Regions from separate parts of the Macaca mulatta genome. Here region 2 is linked to region 1. The links are chromatin contacts, called in public Hi-C maps. All regions are on one chromosome and are shown on one strand. The core of a region is the stretch at or near the end of the contact, and the rest is flanking DNA. Distances in the headings are between cores, read along the strand shown.

Region 1 (5,415 bases), core at 1,416-3,915:
GGGGTCCAGGGTTGAGGGCTGGGGGAGGGGAGGGAGGGGGAGGGGAACGGAGGCCATCTCTGCTGACAAACACCTCCCCCGATTAGCAGAGCACAAGTCTCTTATTAAAGCGGGTCCCTGGGGATTAGACTATAAAAGTCTCTTTTTCCTTTTCCCCTCTCTCCCTCCCCTCCCCTCCCCTCCACTCCCCCTCCCTCTCTTAAGAGCTCAGCTAGGCTCTTAAAGGGGACGTACAATACCTGGCCGGAGACCCAGTTCCCTACTTGCACAAGTCCTGGGGTGGCACCAGAGTGGAAGTTGGGATGGGATCCCACCAGCTAGTGTCCCCTCCCCACCCACCCAGGCCTCACCTGCACAGCCCAACTCATGTAGGCAGGGTCCCTTCATTTCGTGTATTCCCATTGCCAGAGCTAACTCTGGTGGGCTCGGGCCTGTTGGTTAAGGGATGCTAAGGATATTTAGGGGCAAGGGGAAGTCCACAGCCCCATCACCCATCCTGGAAATCTTCACACACACTACACCACATAGACTAGAGTATCTTTTCCCTCTGTAACCTTCATCTTCCAGCAAACTCTTGATCTGAATTCCTCTATAACTCTGTTTCCTAGAAACCCCACCCCCTACCCTCAGTCGATCTGAGACTGATCCTACTAGCTTCCATAAGCAGAAGCCTTAAGAATAGAAGGGAAACTGAGGAACCCGAGACCAGATCCCCATGCCTCCCACCCCCACAGCCAGTTAGTTTCCTGGTTCTTTGAGCTTAACAGCCCCGACCAAGTATTGTGGAATTGAGAGGTCTGCAGAAATACCAGGGGCAGTGTGAGGCACTCAGCCTCCCAGATGCACACCTGGGTTCCTGTGCCTCTCCCATGGGGGTGGGCCACTGGGACTCCCCTCAGCCCCCAGCTTTTTATGACCCATCTGCCAATAAACCAGTCTCCCCCGTCTTCTGTTCACAGCCATAAAACCAAACTCTGTGTGTGTTGCAGGGGGCTGTGGGAAGGGGGGAACCTTGCCAAACCACTAGGGAATAAGAGAGGCCTGGTTCCCTGTAGTTGGGGAGGGGGGAGACCTCAGTGGGGGAGGAGGAGAAGGAGTCACCTGACCCTAGGGAGAGCTGGAAAGGGCGGGGGTGGGGGGACGGGTGTAGTATTCGCCTGGATTTTCCAGGTCATAAAATTTCAAAGCAGCTCATGTCTATTATATATGTTCATCTTCCGTTTGGTCAGGGGCTCGGATGCCTGGGTTCCCGCTCCCCCATCTATTCTTTCTCTTTTTTCCTAGGTCTTCCTCTCTCTCAAGTCCAGCTGCGGTAGGGGCGGGCAAATAAGGGATGGAACACTAAGGTTTGAGTAGCCAATGAGTGTCCTTAGCCCCCAGCGCAATGGAGTTGAGTTCTCTGAGCTCGGTCAGTATCAAGAAGGCACAGCTTTTCCACCCCTTCGGATACCCGGTCTGAGACAAGGCTCAGGATGGAAAGGGTGCCAGCTGGGTTGCCAGGAGGTGTACAGGCTCTGGGACCCTATTCTTGGGAGAGAGCACACAGTTCTCTGCAGCCGAGTGGGCACGCTGCGAAAGGAGCACGGAGTGGGGAGTTAGCGCCAGGGCCACTGGGAGGCAGGGAGCACTGCAGTCCAGCTGGGGCTGCGGGGGTCCTGCAGCCTCCCGATTCTGTTCTCCAGCCTCCCAGCCACGGCTCTTCAGGACAGAGTCGCTGCCCAGCCCCAGCTTCCCCGGACTCCAACAACGGTCTTTTTCGCATACTGGGGGTGGAAGGCAGTATCTCGAAACCCGCCCCATTTCCCCCCGCCCCAACCTCCGGAAACTGGGCGTGCATACAACTTTGCAGCCCATCTCCATCGCTCGAAAAACTTCTATGAAGTAGCCCCCGCTCCCTAATTCGTCAAGTTTTCGCAGGAAAAGCTTCCGGGCCGGGGCAGCAGGGAGCGCCCCGCTTGGAGCAGAAGGCGCCCATCGCGGGGCCAGAGCCAGCACCCCACTGCTCGCGCCCCGCAGCCCACTTACTCTCCTGGGCCATGCTAATGACGGTCTCGGTGGTGGCGTGGTACTCGTCCTCCTCCAGGAAGTCCTCGGGCTGCAGCGCGTCGCCCTGGAAGTCGTGTAGGTCCAGGATCTGCTGCAGCGGCGGCGCCTTGGGCAGCAGCTGCTTCACCACCTCGCGGCTGATGTTGGGCGCCTCCTTGAGCCGCAGTTTGCTCAAGATCTGCGACTTGATGCTCTCTAGGCGCAGCTCGCGGCTGTGCTGCCGCCACACGCACACGGGGCAGCCGTCCGGCTCGGGCGCCACGGACGGGGCTGGCCGGCTAGAGCGCTCCCCCCCGACCCCCGCCGCTGCCGCCGCCGCCGCCGCCGCCGCCGCCGCCGCGGGGCCCTCGGCCGCCTCCCCCCGGGGCCGCAGCTCCAGGGCGAGGAGCAGGAAGCCCAGCAGCAGCGGGGCCGCGAGCACCATGCTGGAGGGGAGGGGAGGGAGGACTGGGGGGCGGGGACGCCGGAGTCCCGCGGGGAGGGGGCGGAGGGAGGAGGGAGGGAGGAGGAGGGGGTCCGGGCGGCGCGGGATTGGGGGCTGCCCGGCCGAGGGGGGACCCGGGGGGCCGGGGGCGGCGGGCGCGCGGGCGGGGCGGGCGGGCGGCCGGGGCGGGCGGCTGGGGGGGCCCGAGCCCGGGCCAGGCCCTTTATAGCCCCGGCCCCCGTGTCGTCAGCGGCCGCGATTGGCTGCGGAGCCAACAAAAGAGGCAGCGCTGTCATCCGAGGCGAGAGAGGGAGCCGGAGAGATCCGAGGAATAGAGAGAGGGAGGGAGTGAGGGAGCAAGGGCCAGAGAGAGATGAAGAGACAGAGATATGAGGGGGCGGGGGGGGGGCGGATATAGGGGAAAGTCAGAGCCAGAGAGACCAAGGAGAATCAGAGAGAAAAAGGGGGACGAGACAGAGATAGGAAAAGGAGGAGGAGGAGAGAGGGAGAGACAAAGGAGGAAAAGAAGAGTCAGGGGGAAGATGCAGAGGTGAGAGACTTAGCTAGAGAGGGAAATAGTGTGTCTGTGGGAGACACAGAACCAAGGAGGAGAAAGACTGGGACAACTAGTGGGAGAGTTAGAGTGGAGACAAAAATGGGGAGAAGAGGGGTACCACTAGACGGGGGGAGACAGAGGTCTACAGAGCCAGACCACAAGAGATCGGGGGTCATGGAGATGGGAACAGGGGCAGAGGAACACAGGACAGAGGAGTGCCCTGGGAAAGAGAGGTGGGGAGAGAAATCAGGATTGGGGAGGAGAGAGAGGGGCACAGACAGGGAGATACCAAGGGAGCCCCTGAGGAGGTAGGTGCAGGGGATTGGGGGTGGGGGAGAGGAAAGGCAGAAACTCCTGAGAGAAGGAGCCACAAGAGTCAGCCTCGGTGGGAGCACGGAGAGCCCAGGGGACAGAGGTGGAGAACTTGAGACCAGAGGAGCTCTAGCCATCAGAGGTAGCCCAAAGAAGATGCTCAAAGAAGCCGTGGAAGGAAGCATCAGGCTAGGCTCATCAGAGGGATTAAGGGGACTAGGAGAGGAAGAGGTCAGGGACAACCTAAGAAGGTGGAGAGGTGATGGGAAGAACTGAAACAGAGGGAAGACATAGAGCTGGGAAGACTGAGCTTGAAATTGGGGCTTAACAGGGCTAAGGGAGTCAGCTGGCTGGAAAAGGCAGGAGCTAGAGGCCACTGGGGGAGGGGTGGGAAGGAGATGGCTGGAGGCTGCTATACTTGAGGAGAAATCTGGATTTCTGGATTTCTAGCTATATCTTTGGATCTGCAGGGTCTGAGAAGTCTGAGAAGGGGATGGAGGTTGCAAGGGTGAGCATGGGAGAGAAGTCTGCGCTCAGATGCACGAGATGAAATACAGATGTGGGACCAGCCCTAGTCTTCAGGTGTGACCCTGGACACAGCCAGAGAGCAGAGTAGAACAGTACTAAGGTGAAAAACTGTTTTGAAGGTGCTTAACTTCTGACTTCAGGTTTTCCAGGCTTATTTCTGGATCTGAAAGCCCTGGAGCAATAGTCAAATCGAAAATGTTTGGGTCACGCTGGGTACGGTGGCTTATGCCTGTAATCCCAGCACTTTGGGAGGCCGAGGCGGGTGGATCACGAGGTGAGGGGATCGAGACCATCCTGGCTAACACAGTGAAACACTGTCTTTACTAAAAATACAAAAAATTGGACGGGCGTGGTGGCGGGCGCCTGTAGTCCCAACTGCTGGGGAGGCTGAGGCAGGGGAATGGCGTGAACCGGGGAGGCGGAGCTTGCAGTGACCTGAGATGGCAGATGGTGCCACTGCACTCCAGCCTGGGCGACAGAGAGACACTCCGTCTCAAAAAAAAAAAAAAAAAGAAAAAAGAAAATGTTTGAAGGAATCAGGTCTTGCTAATTTCCTGGCATCCACAATGTTTATTTAATAAATTGATGAACTTTATTATTGGGCTTCTCAGAATAGAGGGGCATTGGTTTCCTCTCTGGAATTAAAGCCCAATAAGATATCTTAAAGTTGGGCTGGCATAGGCATCAGGAGTACCAGATATAAGGATACAGTTGGGTTGAGGAACTGTAGTAGAATAAGGGAAGAAACTGGGGATCTGGGTATGAGGGGAGGAGGTTGGGTAGAGGTTAGGAGGACCAAGCTGGGCAAGCTGGGGAGCTTTGAAGAGACAATCCATTTCCATGGGCAACAGAAACTGAAACCAAAGCAGACTGGAATAAAAACTTAGACAGCTTGTTCCCTCCCTTGCTTTCAACCAAGACATGGGCATTTCAGTGTTTCATCAAGTTCCTTCATCTATAATATGGGGGTCACAATTCCTACCCTTAACTGGTTGTGAGGATTACATATAAGCAATTGATAGTGGCCTTCATGGGCTTCTTCTCTTTCATGATTCTTCCTTTCCTTTCTGATTTTCCAGAGCAGTGATTGCCTTTAGCACATATTCTAGCATATCCTATTTTCTAAAATGTTTCTCTGATGTCATTTCTTCAGCAAAATTGGAAAGGCTGTGAGAGCAAAGTTGGTGTCACCTTCTTCTCCTCCTCCCTTAGAGAAGGTAGTACAGACTTCACTTCCTCACCAAACATGTATCTAGTGGCAGGTGCAAAGATAAATGAGATGCAAAAGTAAGTAAGACTCAGCTCCTTTCCTCAGAGAACAAATAAACTAGAAAAGACACTAGGAAGGCTGGGCGCGGTGGGTCATGCCTGTAATCCCAACACTTTGGGAGGCTGAGGCAGGTGGATCACGTGAGGTCAGGAGTTTGAGACCAGGCTGGCCAACATGGTGAAATCCCGTCTTTACTAAAAATACAAAAATTAGTCAGGCATGGTGGTGTGTGACTGTAATCCCAGCTACTTAAGAGGCTGAGGTGGGAGAATCGCTTGA
Region 2 (5,415 bases), core at 1,488-3,987, 370 kb before region 1:
CTTGCCATTTGGTAGGTCTGCCGGTGAAAGGCCAAGGCCAGCTGCTACTTTCTGCCTCAGCCGTGGGGGAAGCTCTCCTGTCTTCTTATAGCCATCCTCATCCTCCTTGGAGCCATGGATGAAACGGCAATTTGGGCGGCTACACTCCTTGTTCTGGAAGTCATGGCAGAAGATGAACTCGTTTTTGCTCACCCCCAAGTTGGACACCTCACTCATGTCTGGGTGGCGATATCGGCAACGCTTGCCTCGCTTGCACACATTCCTCAAGAAGTCTCTACAGATGGCATCTGAGGTGGCCCCGCCACTGCCTGTCCCTGCCCCACTGGCCTCCTCGCTGCCACCACCTCCAGGGCCTCCACCGCTGCTCCCGGTACCGTTGGCATAGCTGTCCCGGTCAGGCATCCTGGTCCCGCCCAACTCGGGGTTTTCTTTATCTTGCCACTCTTGGTGACCACTACAAAAGAGGAGAACTGTATCAAACAGGAGTCCTCCAGGGAGATCCCACTCTTCTTGACTATAGAGCAGGTGGCCCAGAGGGGCAATGGCTTTAGAGATGGAGAATCTAAGGGATAAGAATTCTGGCTGAAATGTCTGACTCATCAAAAGTCCCGCCCAGGCTTTTGTGCACCTGGTCTGGGTCAGAATGATTCACACTTGCCTGGCTAACAGAGGAGGGAAGGAGTTGGGGTGAAGCCACCTAATTTCACTAATGACGATAGGCCCAGGAGGGAGCAGGGAAAAAATAAGTGTTGGATTTCATCTTTCCTTCTGAGCTGACCTTATTAAAGTTGTGGAAGTGAAATTAAAACTGCAGTCAGTATGTGAACAGTCTGGGAGGAAACTGGGAATAGTGCCCAAGATGGGCTACTACTGAGCTACTAGGGTTGTAGAAGATGGTAACAAAACTTCCTTAACCCCTTTTCCTTTTCCTCAGGTGAGGGCTCTGTACGTATAAAATCTCTAGAAGCCAAGAAATCCTGGGTGAAGAGACTGGTGTCACCAGCTTGAGGGGAGTCTCAAAACTTGTCATATTTTAGTATTCCCTCCTACCCACCATCACTGTCAGCGGCAGAGAGGTCAGCCCCCTCTATTTCAGGGTATGAGTTCTAAGTTAGAATCTCCACTTCTAGATTTCCAGGACAAACCATTTGTGATAAGATCAAGGTGGGAAGGAGTTAATTTCACAGGAACAAGTGACCTTTCCCCATTCTCCACCCCCTTCCTACTCCCCTCTGTGAAGATCCCACTGACATCCAGCCACACCATTCCTCAACCCATAAAGATCCTCTTTATTTATAGACTCCATAAAAGCTTTTTAAGTCTCCTATTTCCCAAGAGAGCTTTGGAATGTCAGTCCACTGCCCTGGTTCTAGCCCTCCCCTCTCTCCACCCCTAGTAAGACCTGGAGTCCCTGCTACCACGTGTCTGACCTCCCAAGCCTTTCCTATGCGGTGTTCAGGCTCCCTCTGCCGCTGAAATAGGAAAACTTCACATTGTTCCCTTTGAGCATAAGGGAATCTTTCCTGATTACTTTGGCCTTGACCTACCCCATCCCACTGCTGTGACTTTGCCTTTAGGTCTCCCTAAAATGAACGAACCAAACCAGAGACCACAGTTACATGAGAATCTGTAAGAGGGTCCTCCTCCTCTAAAGGGAGTTGGTCCCAGAATAATAGAAGCAATCAAGGAAAGAAGTGGTAAAAGATACAAACTTTTAGTAAAAGGGAATGACCAGGTGAAGTACAAATGCCATCTATCCAAACCTGGCTCACGTTGCAAGTCGCACCAGCAGCAGATAATTAGATATGATGCTCCTCCCCACCCAACTCTCCCAGAATTGATACCTGAGGTAGCTCAGGTGAAGTCCGGGGCTCCTGTGGGTCTCCACCTCCACATCACTGCTGGGTTCTGAGCAGGAAAAAAACAGAGACTTGGGTGGAAGGAGGGGTAAGAGTGGAGGACTATGGGGTGGTTGTCACAAGAAAGAAATCTGACAAAACGGCAAAGCTTAGGGAACGTCAGGATTTTCTCAGGGTTCAAACTGAACTTCACCTGTCCAAGGGAGAAGTGGCCAGTAAGAAGAGTAAGAGATAAAACTAATTCGGAAGGACTGGGAGCATGGGTTGGAAAACCAGCTCTGAGTGAACAAAGGGTGCGGGACGCCCTGCATCAAGATGAAAGAGGATGTGAGGGTCAGAGCCCGGCTAAGGATTGGAGTAATGGCTAGTGAGGAACCTTAAAAGGGCAGCGCCTGACAGTGCAGTGGGATGGCCGATTAGACTTGGAGGCAGTGATTGTGACGCTTCCCAACACCCTAGAGTTTGCGAAAAAAGTCCTAGGAGTTTTCCCGCAGCAAGTCTTCTAGCTTGGCAGGTTCCGTGCAGTGCCGCTGGCGCTCAGCCATGGGCTACGTGAAAGGGACACTAAGGGCGCGCGAAGTGAAGCGGGGAGCTGGGGCTCCAGGTGTCATCAAGCTGAGGGGATGGGCAGGGTTGTGACGTCACGAAGCTGGCGTTTGCTCGCGATGCGGGGTCAGTCAGAAAAGGGGCACTGCGCTGGGGTGTGAGGACGAGCCAGCTCGGTTCTGGGGGGCCTTGTGTGGCCCAGCCGAGCCCAGTCGCTGGGCCGGCCCCGACTCCTCCCCTCCGGGCGCGGCCTCCACCTAAGTCTCCCGCCTCCCTCACCTGCCGCCGCCGCCGTAGTTGCTGCTGCCGCCTGCCGGTCCTCTAGCTTCGACAAAGAGCCGCCCACCCGATCGCTCTTCCGCTTCCTGCGGAAGAAGTGACGCTCTAGCCACCAGACCCGGAACCATACTCTATGGTGTACAAAGTAGGCGTGCGACATGCCGCAGGAAGTTCCCACCACGCTTTGCGTGTCACCATGGCAACCTAACCCAAAGGCGCGATGTAGTCTACTAAGCAGTAGTCGTCAAGGGAGGCCTCCTGGAAGGTAGGGGCGGTACCAGCATTGGCCCCAAATAACCCGCGAAATCTAAAACCTGCCTCCAAAGATACATCATATCCCATCCAGCTCCATGCAAACCACACCACATAACCCGGGCTGTTGCCTTTGATATCCTCCATAGCACAGGCAGTGACAGGGCAAACTGTAATGATAGAAAACCCCCACCCGATGGAACCATAAAAAACATAATAGACAAGACGATTTAATTCTTCAGCTAAAAGAGCGGAAGAGGTGATTTATTTTAGGGTTGTTACACTCGGCCACAAATAAACACAGAAATAGTCCAGAATGTCACAAGTCCAGGGCAGAGGACCAACATGGGCAGTTTTGTTTATGAGCAAGGTGGGTCTCAGAAGTGATCGGCGATCAGAGGGCGATGAAGTTCTAGATCCATTGAGACAAGCTCTAGACAGTAGCATGCAGTCCCACAACTTGTACCAGCATCCCCAGCGCCTGGCATTCCATGTTTCTGCTCCTGTGGCCTCCACGATGCAACAAGCTAGCGGTTTACTTGGACCTCTGCCTCATCTTTCTTCTTTTGCGCTTCAGCCTGAAAAGCAGACACAGGAATGGAATACACCTATTCTCAAACCAGAGTTCTTTCCCTCCTACATTAAATCAAACGTGCACATAACATGAGGTGGTAAAATGAACAAGCACTACGGTTCTATCGTCCTCTGTTCTATCCTTTGCTCTAGGAAGAAAATACTCAAACATTTTTCTCCTGAAGATCTTTTAAGATTTCCAAACCAAATGTTTCTGCTAAGTTTTGTCCAAGGAACTTCCCTCCTCCTGGGCTGGCAAAGTCTCCAACATACCTGCGCATTCGCTTCTTCCTCCACTAGCAACCGTTCACAAGCAGCAGATAATTTTTAAAAAAAAAAGAGAGATAAAGCTTATTAGTAGGCTTAGGAGGGATATGAAATGCACTCTTTAGAACCGGGCAGATTCTTAACCAAGTATGAGATTGGTCGTAGCAACTACATCAGTAACTTGGACACCCTCGCAACATAAAATCAGAATTCCACCCTTTTCTAATTCCCACCCTCTCTACCCATAGCACTTAACCGCTAGCTCTCTTACAAACTACTTTTCCTCTCCCACCAGCTCTTGGTACCCTTGAAACCCAGTAGTTCAGGAGGTATGGCGGACTTGCCTTAGTCTCCCCCTACTACTCGCCAACTCCTACCTCCCAAGCTTACTACCAGGAACCGCTCACCTTGGCTCTCATGGCGCAGAGGTTTCTACAGGGAAGGAGAGAAAGGCTACAGTTAGTTTGGTGTGATGATGGTAAGTGTCGAGGTCAGATGTCTACGGATTGTACGCGGAATCCGATCACAGGAAGCAAACACACTCACCCAGAAAAATGGCGCTAAGGCCGAGAGAAAGCCGAGGTTCCGTCTACGGCTATTTAATGGAGCGCCGGGTGTCGTCACTTCCGCTTTCCACCCCTTTTCCCCAGGGGCGGGGTTACCCAATGGGCGTAACAATGGTTTTCGGACCCTATTGAGGAGGAGTAGGTTGAGTTAGTTCTCTCCGAAAACTGAGTATTTGGTTTTCGAGTTACCATTTCCCCCCCAGATTTAGTATGAGGACGCTGTGTTAAACGTTAGCACCTATTTCCCATATTGGATCGAGAGGTGCCCACGGGGAAAAAATAGTAACTGCCACCTTCCCTCGCATTGCTTCTTGGGAGTTGCAGTTCCCTGGAGAAGTCCTCCATTTTGCTATGGATAGGCGCGAACTGTACAGAAATTCTTGTTTTACTGGTTTGCCTTCTTTTCTTTTCTTTTCTTTTTTTTTTTTTTTTGAGACAGGATCTCACTGTGTCACCCAGGCTGGAGTGCAGTGACGGGATCTCGGCTCATCGCAATTTCCGCCTCCTGGGTTCAAGCGATTCTCCCGCCTCAGCCTCCCGAGCAGCTGGGACAACAGGCGCGCGCCACTTGGCTAATTTTTGTATTTTAATAGAGACGAGGTTTCGCCGTGTTGCCCAGGCCGGCCTCGAACTCCTGAGCTCAAGCGATCCGCTCGCCTCGGCCTCCCAAAGTGCTGGGATTAAAGGCATGCGCCACCACGCCCAGCAGGTTTGCTTTATTTTCTTTTTTTTTTTTTTTTTTTTTTTTTTTTTTTTTTTTTTTTTGAGACGGAGTCTCGCTCTGTCGCCCAGGCTGGAGGCTGGAGTGCAGTGGCGCGATCTCGGCTCACTGCAAGCTCCGCCTCCCGGGTTCACGCCATTCTCCTGCCTCAGCCTCCCGAGTAGCTGGGACTACAGGCGCCCACAACAGCGCCCGGCTAATTTTTTGTATTTTTTTTTAGTAGAGACGGGGTTTCACCGTGGTCTCGATCTCCTGACCTTGTGATCCGCCCGCCTCGGCCTCCCAAAGTGCTGGGATTACAGGCGTGAGCCACTAAAATAAATTGCTTCAGGGTGATTCGATTCCGGAACCA

The links. A called contact is a pair of places that touch in the nucleus more often than the background predicts.
Region 2: a contact with region 1 is called in a Hi-C map of fetal cortex germinal zone, with 3 times the contacts expected there. The contact joins the promoter of ZC3H10 here to the promoter of GDF11 in region 1. A contact is called at or near these places in 2 of 14 Hi-C or Micro-C datasets (fetal cortex germinal zone and fetal cortical plate).

Annotation. Positions count from the first base shown.
Region 1 is chr11:62,893,369-62,898,783 of T2T-MMU8v2.0, reverse strand. It overlaps GDF11 (growth differentiation factor 11), which reads right to left and starts at 2,665. Exons shown (of 3, transcript XM_015151924.3): 1 at 2,026-2,665. The coding sequence starts at 2,470.
Region 2 is chr11:63,266,183-63,271,597 of T2T-MMU8v2.0, reverse strand. ZC3H10 (zinc finger CCCH-type containing 10) reads right to left here and starts at 2,737. Exons shown (of 3, transcript XM_001114150.5): 1 at 2,685-2,737; 2 at 1,845-1,908; 3 at 1-454. The coding sequence starts at 402. It overlaps LOC107000892 (a long non-coding RNA gene), which reads left to right. Exons shown (of 5, transcript XR_013401160.1): 5 at 1-808. It also overlaps LOC708858.